Linked DNA regions of Zea mays: all the other regions are linked to region 1. Evidence: chromatin contacts called from public Hi-C data. All regions are on one chromosome and are shown on one strand. Each heading gives the region's core, a stretch centred on a gene start, on an enhancer-like site or on the middle of the called end of the contact. The rest is flanking DNA. Distances are from core to core; before and after follow the strand shown.

What was found. A called contact is a pair of places that touch in the nucleus more often than the background predicts.
Region 2: a Hi-C map of tassel shows a contact between it and region 1, with 2.6 times the contacts expected there. The contact joins the promoter of LOC100382716 here to the promoter of LOC100279203 in region 1. A contact is called at or near these places in 2 of 25 Hi-C or Micro-C datasets (ear and tassel).
Region 3: a Hi-C map of tassel shows a contact between it and region 1, with 3 times the contacts expected there. The contact joins the promoter of LOC100216729 here to the promoter of LOC100279203 in region 1. A contact is called at or near these places in 11 of 25 Hi-C or Micro-C datasets (bundle sheath, ear, endosperm and 2 more) and 2 of 3 datasets of contacts at active chromatin or transcription factors (leaf and seedling).

What each region holds. Positions count from the first base shown.
Region 1 is chr2:211,532,914-211,538,060 of Zm-B73-REFERENCE-NAM-5.0, forward strand. LOC100279203 (putative ABC1 and kinase-like domain family protein) reads right to left here and starts at 3,011. Exons shown (of 6, transcript NM_001152227.1): 1 at 2,679-3,011; 2 at 316-1,633; 3 at 1-196. The coding sequence starts at 2,707.
Region 2 is chr2:211,740,569-211,745,715 of Zm-B73-REFERENCE-NAM-5.0, forward strand. It overlaps LOC100382716, which reads right to left and starts at 2,721. Exons shown (of 2, transcript NM_001175439.1): 1 at 2,350-2,721; 2 at 1,961-2,226. The coding sequence starts at 2,642. The coding sequence ends at 2,118.
Region 3 is chr2:211,711,958-211,717,104 of Zm-B73-REFERENCE-NAM-5.0, forward strand. It overlaps LOC100216729 (Chlorophyll a-b binding protein CP29.1 chloroplastic), which reads right to left and starts at 2,576. Exons shown (of 2, transcript NM_001143134.1): 1 at 2,025-2,576; 2 at 1,190-1,901. The coding sequence starts at 2,534. The coding sequence ends at 1,536. It overlaps LOC100382672 (Protein THYLAKOID FORMATION 1 chloroplastic), which reads right to left. Exons shown (of 5, transcript NM_001175396.1): 5 at 4,510-4,898. The coding sequence ends at 4,805.

The DNA of each region.
Region 1 (5,147 bases), core at 1,761-4,260:
CATCTCTAGTAGCCACCGCCTTGAAGAACTGTTGTAAGTTATCCCGGTCAGATCGTGTGAGCTCAGCAGTCATGCCCACGTCAAGGAACACAATATGGGGCTTAGCTCTGAAAAAACGTCTCCTTGCAAGCTTGTTCTCATTTAAACGAACAAGAATGTTGCCAGGGTGCATATCCGCATGAATAAAATTGTCCTCCTACAGAATCGGGAGAATGCCCTATGATTAAACTATGCAGAATATCAAGCATATGTGGCCCGACACAAACACTACCACCGAGGCAAAAAAAATCACAGAATTAAAGAATATACACATACCAGAAGCATCTTCAGGAAAGCATATGTCCCAATGTGTGCAAGGTCTTTCTTCATCCGAGCATTCCCTTCGATTTCTTCCATAAAACGAGAAACACTTTCTCCATTCTCAAAAGTCTCAACTAGGACAGATGGATGCACAAATGGATATAAGGGCTTAGGGAAAGACACATGTCTCCATCTGCGGAAGTTGTAGATAAAACGACTCAAATGAGCAGCTTCCCTAGAAAGATCAACTTGAGACATCATGAATACTGCGAACTGGCGAACACTCTCATCCAGCCTCAGCCAGCTTAATCCAGGGACCATATCAGAAGCCTTTGCCACAAGATTAATGAGTAGAAAGTCTCTCTTGATTGATTCTCCAACATTAGGATGCCTCACCTTAACTGCAACATGCTTTCCAGGATGTTGATGTTTTAGTGTGGCTCGATGTATTTGTGCAATGCTTCCAGAAGCTACAGGGTTCTCCTCAAAGGACTCAAATATTTCAGAAAGCTGACGACCGAATGCCTTCTCAATGGCAGCCTTGCTGTAAGCAAAGCCATGCGCTGGAGCAGCACTATGGAGCTTTGCAAGCTCTACACAGAGATCACTTGGAAAAAGATCAGGGCGTGTTGCAGCCCACTGGCCCCACTTAATGAATGCTGGCCCAGCCTTTTCAAGGGTCCGGCGCATAAGACTAAGCCACCTTCTCCTGAATGCAATACTAAACTTGTCAGCAAATGGAGCTAATGCAGTTGCAGGGAAGAATAGGAATGCCAAATGCACAGCTCTAACAAGCAAAGTGATGCCCTCCCAGATTGAGCAAACAAGAGATGACAGAAATTGGCGAGTATCTTGTGCCTTTGTGATGATGCCATCCATTCTTGGAATGAAGGGTCGCGAGTCTGCAAGGACAGGAGGTGCAAGCGCCATCTTGCCAACAGCTAGAGCCATGACCCCAGGGATTATATGGAACCTCGTGAAGGACAGGCTTACAGCACAAGCTGCTCGGCCCAGCAGTGGGAACCGTGGACCTCTATATGTGTACATATGACCAAGCTGCTTCCATGCCAAATGTGCTTGCTGGGTTGCAGATGAATTCGTCACTGACACAGAGAGTGTGTGGTAGCCTCTTGACATCCTGGTTCTACACTTGTGATCCTCAGCTCTGTTCTTTCTGCTAATGACTTTGTAATGTGAGAACATTCTAGATAAGATGGCTGGAATCTTACGCCTTGTTGACAAGCCATTGTCCCTCACTGCTGTGTAGTACCCACTTCTGTGGCTCGAATGGGAATAAGTGGCCGCCCGCCTATTTGTTCCGATTGCCAATAGCCTGCTCAAAGATGGGTACAGAAAATGTCAACAATTTGCAAGTTTTCAAGCTTTGGTTGGCATTTGCTATATAGTTAATTTTACGAGGTGAAACTATGTACAAAAATATGTCAGCAACAACGATGTGACTAGAACACGATTATTGTTGTCCTGATCATACTGCTACTACACCCAGAATACTTGTCGTTTATTGTCATGCATATGAACTTCTTTCTTGTAAATTATAATAATGTACTCATCAACTCCCAAACTGATTATCCTGACCAATAGAAAGCTCTATCTACACACATACATCATGTATGTGTGGAGATGGATGCACCAATTGACTAACTAAAACTAAATTACAAGAACAAATTTATGACAACAGTCTGAAGGTAAGTCTCATGGCTGCTTAGTGCCCACAGAATTAGGTGAAGTGGGCTGCAAGCGAACCCAAGTCTACTAGTATGCTCACATGAAAATGTAGCAATAAGCTACTAAGGTTTAGGTTGCCATTGCAATATAACGAATCAAAAAGGCCACGCGCCACACATGGGCTACATGGTAATAAACACTAAGGGCCCGTTTGTTTCCCTTCATTTTGAGGAATTAGAATTTAACTAATGCAGTAGGCTATTTTTTTAGAATGTGACATTCCACAACTTTCCAAAGTGTATATATAAGTCTATCTCAAATTTATGGAGTGAGAGATGGAAATTAATTCTATAGATTTACATGTTACTTTTCTAATGTACAATTTATACCACATTCTTCTACTTGTTTCTCTACAACATAAATGTAGTATATAACTATCTAACTGATATGATTTAGGATAACATACAAATACATTACATAAATAAATATATTAACTCAATTAGTTTTGTCTAAATTATAATTATTAGAATAGAATTCAATTCCAACAAAACAACGGGGCGTAAGTGAATACGCCAGCCGTTCCTAACAAAATCCGAAAACGCAGACGATTCAACTTTCCCCTCGGGCAACCGAGACAGTGCAGGAGAACCCGCGCACGCAAGGGAACAAGGAGAAATCGAGCCGCACCGCACCTCTCGCCCACCCCCACTAGCCGCTGCATCGGAGAAGCCTGCTGCTGCTGCCGCCGCCTTCACAGGATCAAGCCGCCGCAGAGCGCAGGACGCCCCTCCCTACACCCCACCAAAACCCCAGCACGGTCCGCCTGCGCGCCGCGGTGCAGTGCCGACGCGCGGGCACGCAGCCGAATCGTACCGAGCCTTGGGGTGCTGGCGATGGCGAGGACAGTAGAGGCGGCGGGAGACTAGATGCGTCTGCGTGCCGTCGCACGCTCCTCTCTTCCCACGGGTCGGCGGCAGAGGTGGAGATCCCCTGTTTCCCCTTTTGCGCAACGCGTGTGCTTTTTTTTGCTCGGGAGTTTTCTTTTCGTTTTTCTTTTCTAATTTATTTCTTGGAGGAGAGGGCATCCTCGAGGAGTCGAGGGTTTATTCCCGATTGCCCCGGAGGCCGGGAGCCAACCGAGCCATCTCGCGGCCACGCGGGGCCACTCTGGGTTGGGAAATTGGGTGGCCGGTTCGGCACGCGGGCAAGGGGCAACTTGCGTCGGAACTCCGCGCCGACACGACCCGGTCTCGGCACGCCGACTTGCTGCTGCGGCGAAGTTGGAATTTGCCATGTGCCGTTGATTTCTTTTTTGGGGAGAACTGGGACTTTACACACGTGATGACGTTAATTAGAGTATGTAAAACCTTATTTAATAGGAAGTGGATCTTCTAACTTAGGCATTTTTACTCTACTGGCTTACAGTATAGCTGCATCCATCGTTCGTGGCATCCAACGCTCCTCCTCCTTAGCGAAATTTCATGGATTCAAATGAGCCAAAATAATGGAAAATATGAACACAACCTATAATATGTCAAAGTACGCATAATTAGTTTTTGAAGGGAAAATAGGCACTACGGCTCTGTTTTGCCGCCAGAACTAAATAAGCTATTTGTCTTCTGCCTTTCTCCTTCTCGGACATCCCTCCTTCTCACCAAAGAAAATAAAGCATCAAATTAGAAGCACAACAACAAAAAGAGTCAATGAGTTGAAGGGCAGTTCTATCAGAGCGATCAAGTTCAGCCCATAAGATGGACAAGGCAAATGGAGAGCAGAATGGTTCCAAATCGTAAGTGATGGTGCCTCCAGATTTTTTTTTCACATCAATCTGAGTGTACATTGTTGAACACACAAAACGTCCTCGTAAATGGTCCACGGTGGTGGCGCGGACGGTCCGTGCGTACGCAGAATCAGTTACTACTAGCTTGATTGGTTACCCCGCTCGCTGTGCCCAGGCCCAGCATATGCGTTGACTGTACTTGAGCCCATAATCGGTTACCTGCATAGCATGAGCTCAACTTGTACACGCAGATGCAGTTTATGTAATTTTTCTGTCATTTAACTGCACGCGCGCAGACGTGAGGCAGGTGCGTTCCTGCGGAACCAGGCTGGCGCAAGCCAGACTGAAACGAGACCTGTAACCAATCACGCGATACGTGATTGGATGTCTGCTGCTCGGCAGCCAGGCTGTGTGCGTGCGTTGACTGCCCAGCAGCACCTGATTGGATGCTTGTTTGCAGATGGACGGACCTGGATGTGCGGATGCGGGATAGGCCAAATTAAGCACGTTCAGTTGCACGCGTGGAAAATGGCGTTTGCGGCAAGCCAGGCTTCAGCGAGCCAGGCGCCGGTTGCCCGGGCAACCAATCATGCTGTTAGTGTTTCGAGTTCCTCGCGAGATTTGTTAGCTAAAACGACTTGTAGCGGATTCATACCTCCCCTTTATATAGATAAAGGACTAAGACTGGTTGAACCCCCACAATCGATCAAATCAAGTATATTTATCGTTTTTACCTTCTGCACTAGAAGTAGTTCTAATTTAGCCCTAGTTTAGCCTCCGTCTACCTCAAATCTTCACCTTTCTTCGGCTCTACGTCGACTAGAGGCGTCTTGGGTGGTCTGCCGACGCCAAGACACACCCTACAATCTATCCTCCTCGACGGGTCCCTCCCGGGAGGCGAGATCTAGGTCTGCTGCGAAAAAAAAGACCCTCTGCGCCATCACGGACCGTTCGGACGTACGTGGAGGAGGAGTCACTCCTGCGTCAGGTCACGGACCGTCCGACCCTGTGCTGCGGACCGTCCGCGCCTCTGCAAAGAGCACTGTCAGGCGGTCCTTTCTAGTGTTTGGCACCCGGATTGGTGCCAACACATTTTTGGCGACTTCGCTAGGGAAATGTGTCTAGATCTACTAAAAATGAGGCCCTCAAATGGTTGGTTCTAAAGATCACACCAATATCTCCCCGGACAATATCCTGAAGCTGGTTGTTGAAAGTCTGACGGCCGATGACCAACAACAATACGAAGATACATGCGTCAAGCGAAGGAGAAATTCTTGTCACAGTACACGGTGGATCGCCACCAGAAAGTTGTCAAACATGGAGAGACCGACGTCGCATCTCTTCTATCTTCACTTCAAGTCTCCAACGTAAGTAAACCCGA
Region 2 (5,147 bases), core at 1,471-3,970, 210 kb after region 1:
GATAAGAGAACCTAAAACTATAGCACTGATGTTTGTGTGACATAAGAGAACCTAAAACACATTGATGACATTTGCGGCCAAGAGCTACAGTGGGGTGGTTGATGTGCTTGGAGAATGAGAAGTTAAAGAATGGACTTAAGTTATTTCAACGACTTCATTACCTGGCGCGCACATGAGTATTGTATAATGTATTATCATTTTATGGAATCAATGTGTTTTATTTGAGATGTTTTAATATTCGCTACAATATTGTTTATTTTTTTTATAAATGACAAAGCACATGTAAACCTTGTATGTCTTGTAAACATGCACTTTTAGTGATGCTAATAAAAGTACAAAATTAAAAATAACAATTACTGTTTTTGCATATCAATGTATTTTATCATATATTGATTTCGTAGCAACGTAAGGGTATATTTATATATAAGTTATCATGGTATCATGTGTTCCCGTTGCAACGCACGGGCACTCACCTAGTATATAATACAATCTCCGGATGATGTAGTAGTAGTAGCCAACCTAACCTAACCCAACAATCCCCTCACTACGGAGAAACTTTTTCATGCACATAACGTTATTAGCAAGACTATGCTATGAAATTAGAACATGCAGATAGCTCACAAAGTCACAATTCAGTTTTAAAGCAAGGACCAATTTTCAAAATTCAGTTTATACATACCTCTCATAATTCAGTGCTGATAAGGACAATACCCGTACCATTTACACCCCTAATTGATAGGGTCCACCTTTTTCTATGGATAGGGTCAACTCAACGACTACGGAGAAACTTCATAAAGTTAATATATAATATAATCTCCGGATGATGTAGTAGTAACCAACCTAACCTAACCCAACATCGGTCTTCCAGAAAACCGGAACATCTTTTAAGCATTGACATTCCAAGGAGGACAGAACTCAACTGCCTTTGGAGTAGGAGACACCTCGCACATCACAGGGACCAATACAATGCCGCTGGGCAGCTGACGGCGGCGTGAGCGTGACCGATCTTGTAAGGTTGGTTGGCCGGCCGGTGGTTGGACTTTGTAGATCAAGCAGGGATGATCTGATCGTTGGACACCTGTTTCCGTGGGGGCGCACTGCCCAGTGAATTGCTGCTGGAAAAAGGCAGCTCGGCCTCGCCTGACCTGACTGACTGGCGAGTGGCGACCGGGGAACAAACCGCTGTGCGGAGCTTCCAACCCCGTCGAAAAGAAACTGGTCCTGGTCTCAAGAAGCAATGCTGCCGTGTTTCCGGATGCAGTGTCGCGCCCCGTCTTCTTCAGCCACCCTCAGGCTCTCTCCACAGCGAGTCTTTAGCATCAGCATCAGCCTTCAGCAACTGAAGTGCGCACGCCGGCGGGAAGGAGGAGCGGCGGTTCCTGGAACAGGTTTACACGCCGGGAAGAAACGTCACTGCTGGTCTAGTGTTTCAGGGTCAGCCATTTCCCGCAACTGAACAACTCAAAGTACAGTACTTGTGAGGAACGCTCTTCAGGGACCGTGGTTCTGCATCCACCATCAATGTTACAGATCCACCAGGAACCTGACAGGGAAATTCATTGCCCTGCTTTGACTGGAGAGTACTGTACAATCTTCAGACGAGAACGCCCGAAAAAGCTGCAGCACCACGCGAGACGCACGCACAGTTTCACGAATCGAGTGCGTCAGAGAAGAAGACGGGGCCATTAGATCCCACTGCGAGATCGGGAAAGCCACAAGCCATTTTCCTGCCGAACGGTTCATCACAGCAACGACCCACGCGGCCCTCCGTTTGTGTCAGAGATGAATATGCTCTGGGCTGTGGGGCGGGCATTGGGCAAGCACGAGAGGGGATCATTCGCATGCACTGTGTAAAAAAAATAAAAGCTGATGCTGATGCGGCCACTGCATGTTTGGATGGGTTTTGTTGCTGAAAAGGGACCTGCACTTTTATTTGACAGAGACGAGTGGTATACGCAGTGGGGCAAATCACTGGGTGACTCATTCTTTGATTCCTTCACAGTAACAAAAGATGCAAGGAACAATAGTACTGTATGTGTTAGCCAGAGACACTACTACTGCCGTACTGCGTGCTTGACTGCTTGTCTTGCCTCCAAGGGTTACAATACAACAGAACATTACAGGCTCCAAATGCCATGGAAAATGCTCCTCAGCCTGCTCCCGCCAAGCCTCTTCACGATCCGTTTGGCGTCTGGGACATCGGCCTCCGCAAGCTTCTCGAGATTCCTGCCACAAGAACACAAGCATTTGTTTTTTTTTCAAAAAAAAACTGAGAGCAGCGATAATTGATGAGCACATGATGATTGGCTACTGATAAGTGTGCGTGTTGTTCGTATCGCACTGTATTACCTGACGTGCTCCGAGGACATGATCTTCCTCCGGCCGGAGCTGCTGTCCGTGAGGTGCGCCACCGTCGACAGCAGGAACCGCCTCGCCGGCGCGGGCTTCTCCTTCTCCTCGTCGGGGCCCAGCAGCTGCAGCACCCGCGCCACGTCGCGGTCCTCCTGGACGAACCGCTTCCGGTTGCGGGGCACGGTCACCAGGGCGCACAGCGACTCGCCCGCCATCTCCCGCGCCTCGGGGGGCTTACTGGACGCGCCGAGGACGCCCACCAGCTCCGGCATGAACCCGGCGTCGCCCATCGCCTTCTTGACATCCTCCGACACCTGGCACAGGCGGTGCGCGGCCTTCAGCGCGCAGTGCTGCAGCAGCGTGTTGTCGCCGTTGCGGAGGAGGGAGAGGACGCGGTCGAGGAACCCGGCGGCGAGGAGACGCCCGGTGGAGTTGGGCGGCGACAGGCACAGCGCGTCGATGGCGCGGAGGGCCACCTCCCGCACCTTCGACGACGAGGAGGAGGAGGAGGAGGAGGGGTCGAGCGCCCGGACGAGGCACTCGACGGCGCCTTCTTGTACCACTGCGTCCCTGGCTGAGGTATCCCCGGAGCCGATGGCGGCGAGGAGCTCCATCGCCTGGATTCGCGCCGCGTCGTGCGTGGCCCTCTGCGAGAGCGTCACGAGCACGGGGACGGCCCCGGCGTCGGCCACCATGTACTTCCTGATCTCGTCGACCCCCGCGAGGCTCCGCAGCACCCGGCACGCCGCGCACACGAGCTCGCCGCCTCCGCTCGCTCCGTGGCCCGCCGCGCACAGGCCCAGCAGCGCCGTGACGCCGCCGTGCGCGGCGACGGCCCACGCGTTGTCCGAGTTCTCGGTGAGCCTGCAGAGCACCCGCGCCGCGCTCTCCCTGGCCGCCTCGCTGCCGGCGCCCCCCGCGTCCAGGACGCGGACCACGGGCGCGATGACGCCGCCCACGACCAGGTCCCCCCTGTGCGCGTCGGACCGGGCGATCGCCGAGACCGCCTCCAGGGCCTCCTCCTGGACGCGCGCGTCGGGGCACTCGAGCAGCGCGACGAGGGCGCCGACGCCGTCCGCGACGTCGGACGCCACCACGCGGGCGCACCTCTCGTCGTCGCGCAGCGCCTCGCTGAGCGCGGCCGCGGCCTCCCTCCGCATCTCGCCGCCGCCGACCCTCAGCCTGGCGAAGAGGTCGCGCACGTAGAACCGCACGTCGTCGCGGCTGGCCCCGGCGCCGGGCCGCGGCACCACCAGCGCCCGCGCCCGCGTCAGCGCGCCCGACGCGTACACCTCGTCCAGCCGCGCCACGTGCGCGTCGAGGGCCGCGCCCAGGACGTCCAGGTCGCTGCGCAGCCGCAGCTTGCCGCCGCCGTAGTGCCGCCCCTGGCTCCGCGGCACCAGCTCCATCGCCTCCCGGGCGGCCGCCGCGACGTCCCGCAGGAGGTTCGCCAACGCGTCGCACCTGTTCTCGTCGCCCGCGGAGACGGTGATGTCGGCGAGGCCCGCGTGGAGCCGGTTGAGCCGGTCCCTGATGAGCTGCCACTTGAGCGGGAACAGCGTCGCGGACAAGGAGGCAGATACCAACGAATTGATGGCCTGCAGCGCCTCCGCCAGGCACCGCTGCTCATCCAGCTCCGCTTGCCGGCTCACCTCCGCCGGCGCGGCCGAGGATTCTTCCTCACCAGCTGCTTCCCCCATCCTCTGTAACCACAGCTCTCACAGCCTCAGCTGCATCGGTTAGCTCTTCTCCGAACAAGGCTCACATGCACCGATTCTTGCCGCGCTCGCGTCGAGCAAGGAAGCGAGGAAGAGGAGAGAGGTGGAAGTGGCGGTGCGTGTAGTGTGATAACTGTAACTGCACGGTGGTGCTGAACTGGAAGGCGACCGACCGCTTTGCCGTCTTCAAGGTAGTTAGTTAATGGAGGTGGAGGCGGGTGGGTCCAACAGTGGGCGGCGGACCCACCGTGCAACTGTTGATGCATGCGCTGGGCTCTCGGGAGAAGGCGACGACGAGGCCCCCTTGTCCTGGGGATCGGCGAGCTTTGGGGCGGAGCGGCGAGCGCAGGTCGAGGGGAATGGAATAGCGGCACGACGACACAAGTGACCGCACCAGACTACCAAAGCCTACGATACGAGTTAGGATCGCGTGACATACTGACATGCCCAAATGCTAGGCGCACAAAAATGGAGAAGCATGGAACCACCCTCTTCAACTGTAAGAGCACTTTTATCAGCAAATAATCTTGTTGAGTCCATGATTCTCTTCAACTGTAAGAGCACCTTTCTTCTGATTATCAAAAAAAAAGTTGATCAAACTGTCGGATCATGCATGTAGCCTCCATGTATACTTGTGGAGCCTTTGTGGAGCCTCTGCGAGTCAGATCACAAACCAAAATACAATAAAATTATTAAATAAACTTAGATCAAAAGTACCGAACCACAACGAATTAGGAGATAGAAAGATATATTATAATTATTGAGTTTAGTAGCGTATAACATAATGTTGATATGGCTTGGTCTTGGTGTATAAATCTATTGGAAGTGGGGATTGTAAGTTAAGGAAATAAATAATTAAAATTTAATTTCTAAGTATAAATGAGTAAATAAGAGATCAATGGAGAGAATATGCCGATTCGGTCAAAAGATTGACCGAACCAGACTCAACTCACGTGTCATGATCGTCATCAGGGCTACAACAACCTTATAGTTGGCCCGGACCATTTCACACAACCCATATTAACAGGGAGAGGGCTAACACGTGAACCGACGTTTATCGTAACCTCTTCTCCTATA
Region 3 (5,147 bases), core at 1,326-3,825, 180 kb after region 1:
ATTACCCAAACTAAATAAGGCCCTGCATTTGTAACAGGAGTTTGGTCTTTATTTTCAAGAATACTGCTGCCACCTGAAAACATTGATCTTTTCACCTGAAAACAAAATAAATTATCTAAATGTCTTCTAAAGACTTACATCTCCAGCTCCATGATTTTTTAGAGCATCTAATGATCTACTCCTCCAATTCTACCAAATTTTGTAGAGCGGGGCTGTCCCAAATAGAGCCTATATTATTTATAAAAATATATTTCAAATAAACGATATGATATAGGATAGGATAGATAAACTACTGGAGACAACTTTAGGGTTGTTATTCGTAAGTTGGTTCACCTCACGGAGAGGCAGATGTAATTGGCAGACGATGGGAAGACCAAACCACATACAGTGTGGTACGGTTCACACCATAAATATGGTTAGTAGGGTCTTACAAGATTACAACCTCCTGCGATTATAACAATAGTGTGCACAATCACAGAGTGATAAGAAATATACAAAACCTCACTAAACACTAGACTTAAGCCTAGATTAAGCGCATAAATGGTGGTTTAACTGCTTTAAGCACTTTGTAAAGCACATACACTAATCATTCATGTGTATCACTAAGCTCTATGCAAGTGGAAAGCACTAGGATGGAGCGCCAAGTACAAGATAGGCGATGCCAAAAGCTGTTGTAATCCATGTATGCAGCACATGACATCACGTTGTACTTCTAATATTTCAACTTTTGAAAATTATTGTTATGATGCTTTTCTAGGAGCACCAGATATATGCCCCGGTTAAGAGCACCGAACATATCCAATGCTTTAATCGGGTCCATTCTTAGTGTCTTAGAATGTTTTACAGGTCTTAATAACATGGCATCTAATACATTGCTTGAGGTGTTAATCATTTATACCATCAATTTGCCAGAGTTTAAATCCACATTACATCCATTCAAACTATACCTTATATACAAACAGCACTATTAATGGTTATATTATTCATCAAGCACTAAAATCCAAACATAATGGACCATAGGATCCATTTTACTTAAAATATTCCCATTTTTGGTGCTTACATACGTTCAATGATCGGATGGAATCTGACTTTAGGCCGGTTTAGTTGGGATTATAATCTTTGAACAAACTATAATCTCAAACAAACAGACCCTTCAAAATGTGTTAGGATGTCGCAGCGTTCTTCGTTTGGACATATTTCTTTGTATTATTTGATAAACGATTGACTCAAAAACTTTCATCCTCACCTTGGTGCGTCTTATATCCTCGGTCACCTCAAGATGGATGTGTACAAGTGAATGCATTTATTCATCACTGGTTCATATATTACAAATCACCAAATCCGAGCGGTAGCTCTCCTAATTAACGAGACGTAAGCACGACGGGTTGATCAATCTTGTCCCATACCCTCTCTCCCATTCATCACAAAATGAAACAACGCACGACGGGTTGATCCATCTCCAGGCTCATAGAGATCTATCATAGTTAATTCAAGACCACGTTTCGATCGATGGACGGAGCGGATCAATGGCGGGCTTAAGAGGATCCTCCGAACGTGTCGAAGATGGTGGTATGGAGTGGGTCGCTAAGGTGGGTGGCCCAGTTGTTGAGTGGCCCCTTGCCGGTGGCGGCGGCCTGCACGGCGAAGCCGAGGAAGGCGACCATGGCGAGGCGCGCGTGCTTGATCTCCGCCAGCTGCAGCCGCTCCTTCTTCTCGGGGTCGGCCGCCAAGGCGAGCGGGTCAAAGTAGGAGCCGCCGGGGTACAGCCTCTTCTCCGGGTCGAGCTCGGCGTTGCGCTGGAACTCGATGTAGCCGATCACAAGCACCTCGATCCAGATGAGCGTCGAGATGGTGAACGGCAGCGGCTGGCCCAGGTAGGAGGACCCATCCACCAGCTCCACCTGCACGCAGTTACATTCACAGGTTGGTTAATCTCTCTTGCCGTCGATCGTTCAAGCGCAGAGAACGAACTCCATGCATGGATATGGATACATGCATGTCACAGGTCAGCAATGTTCACGTACCTTGCCAGCATCCTGCCAGGTGACGCCGGTGAGCCACTCGACGGTGAGGGCGCCGAGGGTGGCGAGCATGGCCCATCGGCCGTGGATGAGCTCGCACTCGCGGAACCGCTGGAGGCCGAACACCTCGCTGTAGGGCTGGAGCGGGGTGGACTTGACGTCGGAGGACTCGAACCGGGTGCCGATGATGCCGCCGGCCTCGTTCTTGGCCAGGTTCTGGTCCAGCGAGTCCAGTTCGAACTGCAGGTACTCCACGGGCTTCCCGAGCCCGAACGGGTCGAACCCGTAGTCGCCGACCAGCGAGCCGTCGAGGTAGTCGGGCGCCACGGCGCCGGGGAACCACAGCGGCCGGTCAGAGGAGATCGACGTCTTCGCCACCTTCTTCGGGACGGCAGCCTTGGGCTTTCCGCCGCCGAACCCAAACCGGGCCACGATGCGCCCGTTCTGCGGCGCCGGGTCCGCCAGGCGGGTGCCCAGGAATGTGCTCGCCGCGGCGGCCACCGACGAAGCCATGGCCACTCCTCCTCTCCTCGATGTGCTGAGGTTGGTGGTCAGCTAGCGTCCGGTGGTGGTGTGTGGCGTGGGGGTGGGGCTCGTCACGGGCTACAAATAGGATAGTGCTTGTAGGAAATTCCGGTGTTATCTCTGGGTGGCAAATCGGACGGCCATAGAACGGACGTGATCTATTTGACGGCCACGATCTGCCTTATCCGGTTCTTATCTGTATGGTCCAATGGATGGGATGCTCGTGAAGGACCATGGGACACTTGGAGGGATACAATTGGGAGGAAGGCATTTGGATTTTGGAGTGCCGCCTCCGACTGGAAAATATCGTCCAAAATACTCTTGGAGATCATGTGGTTTTGGACCCAAAACGCGTGCGAAGCTCAGTTTCTGTCGCTCACTGTAACCATCATGTCTCGCAGTATAACTGACAGCTTGTTCGCTGCGGCTTGCTGCGGCTGCAATCCGGCTGCGGCTGCGGCTTCTACAGTATTTTTCTCTCTATGGATTGCAGCTGCAGCAGTCCAAACAGCTGCAACAGTGTCGGCTTGCAGCCAGCCGAACACGCCCTGAATTCTCAGTTTAGAGGCAACCAAAGGAACCTTTTTTTTTGAAAGATAAGCGAAGGAATTCTCAGTTTCTCCGATGTTGCTTTGCTCCTTTTTAAAAGAAACTGGAGGGGCCGTCTCTACAGAATATATATATATATATATATATATATATATATATATATATATATATATATATATATATATATATATATATATATATATATATATAACAAGAAAGGGAGAAAAGTTGAAAAGGCTATCAATGAAAGTAAACTGATACATACGTTCAATCTGTAGAGTACAAGAAACAAGGGAAGAGTTACAGACTATATACTACAGCAAGGGGAAGAACAAGCTTAGAAAACAAAGAAAATGAGCAAAGAAAGAACAAAACAAACACTTTAGATCCATCGATCAAACAAAGAACTTAAGCAAGGCTTCACTCCATGGCACCATTAAGGTCTCCTTGTTGAAGAACATTCTGTAATCTTGGCTACTCATCTGCAGTTGTTCAAATATTGTTTTACTCCTTACTGTTCAAATTTCCCAACTCATAAGAATCGTTGCCACCATAAAAATTTCAGATTGTAGCTGCTCCTTAAACAAGGAAACAATTTCTCAGAAGCTTGTGTCAGTGGGTATATATATATCTAGGCAAAGAATCCCCCAGCACTGCCTTGCAAAAGGACAGAAGAGAAATAGGTGCTCTCTAGTCTCTTCCACTGCCAGACTACAGAGTGCACTATACGAATCAAGATTCATATTTCTCCTTCTTAGCATATTCCTAGAGCTCAGTCTGTCTTTAATTTGCAGCCAAGAGAAAGCCCTGTGCTTTGTTTGACAGCAACTCTTCCATAACCACTTGAAAGTAGGATCCACCTCAATGTGTCCAATCAAAGCTTTATAATAAGGGGGTGTTTGGTTTCTAGGGACTAATGTTTAGTCCCTTCATTTTATTCCGTTTTAGTCTATAAATTGTTAAATATAGAAACTAAAATAGAGTTTTAGTTTCCATATTTGGTAATTTTGGAACTAAAATGGAATAAAATGTAGGGACTAAAAATTAGTCCCTAGAAACCAAACACCCCTTAAGTTCGTTGAAGAAAAGGGGTTGGATTCCCATCTGTAACCCCATACATCATCTTCAGTTACCAATAGCCTTTGCTCCAAAGCCTGCACTTGCTGGAAGGCCACTTGTGACAATGACAGATTGAACGTATGTATCAGATTACTTTCACCCAAAATGTGAAAAAGGTTACAGTTCACGTCTTCCTGAAGCGTGAATCCAGCACAGAATTGTCTGGTTCCTTGATCTTTTCCACCACAGATATTTTCCCAGTACTGAGCCCGGTACATACAAATTCAGATAAAGAACCCATCAACTGATTTCATGGTTGCAAAAACATGTAAGTGAACACAGGCTCGTAAAGTATCTCCACAAAGTACAAAAGAGAAAACTATATTTCTCTGCTTATGAGTAACATTAACCCTACACACCGCTTCATATACTTTCAGACTGACAGAAAATAAATACATTTGATTTGAAGACTCATGAGAAAATACAAATATCTGTCCAATAGTAAGAATGATCTGGATCCTTTTGTACCGCAAGAATGCTACACCACAAGACGAGCAGCAAAAGATGTCTGTGGTGAAAGGAGATCATTTGGTAGTTTCTCAACACGTAATTCTGTTATACTGGGAAACTCTCCTCTGCAAAGGGTTGATCTAATGCCTTATGGAATAAAGATTTCCATCAAATTTTGTGACAGCTTCATTTGGCTTTGGGGTTTCTGATCTTTCTTCTCTCTTCTTCTTTTCCCTGCAAATATTGTTACATTGAACAAGTTTTATGTCACTGGAATGACAATAAAAAACAGTATATTTATTGACAGTCCTTACTAAAAAAAGGAGTGATTTAAGTGGCCAAAAGGGTACTCCATCCGTTCCAAATTATAAGTCTTTGTGAATTTTCTAGACAGAGTTTTTACTGTATATCTAGACATTATATATATTTAGGTGTATATCTAGACATTATATATATTTAGGTGCATAGATAAAAGCATGCATC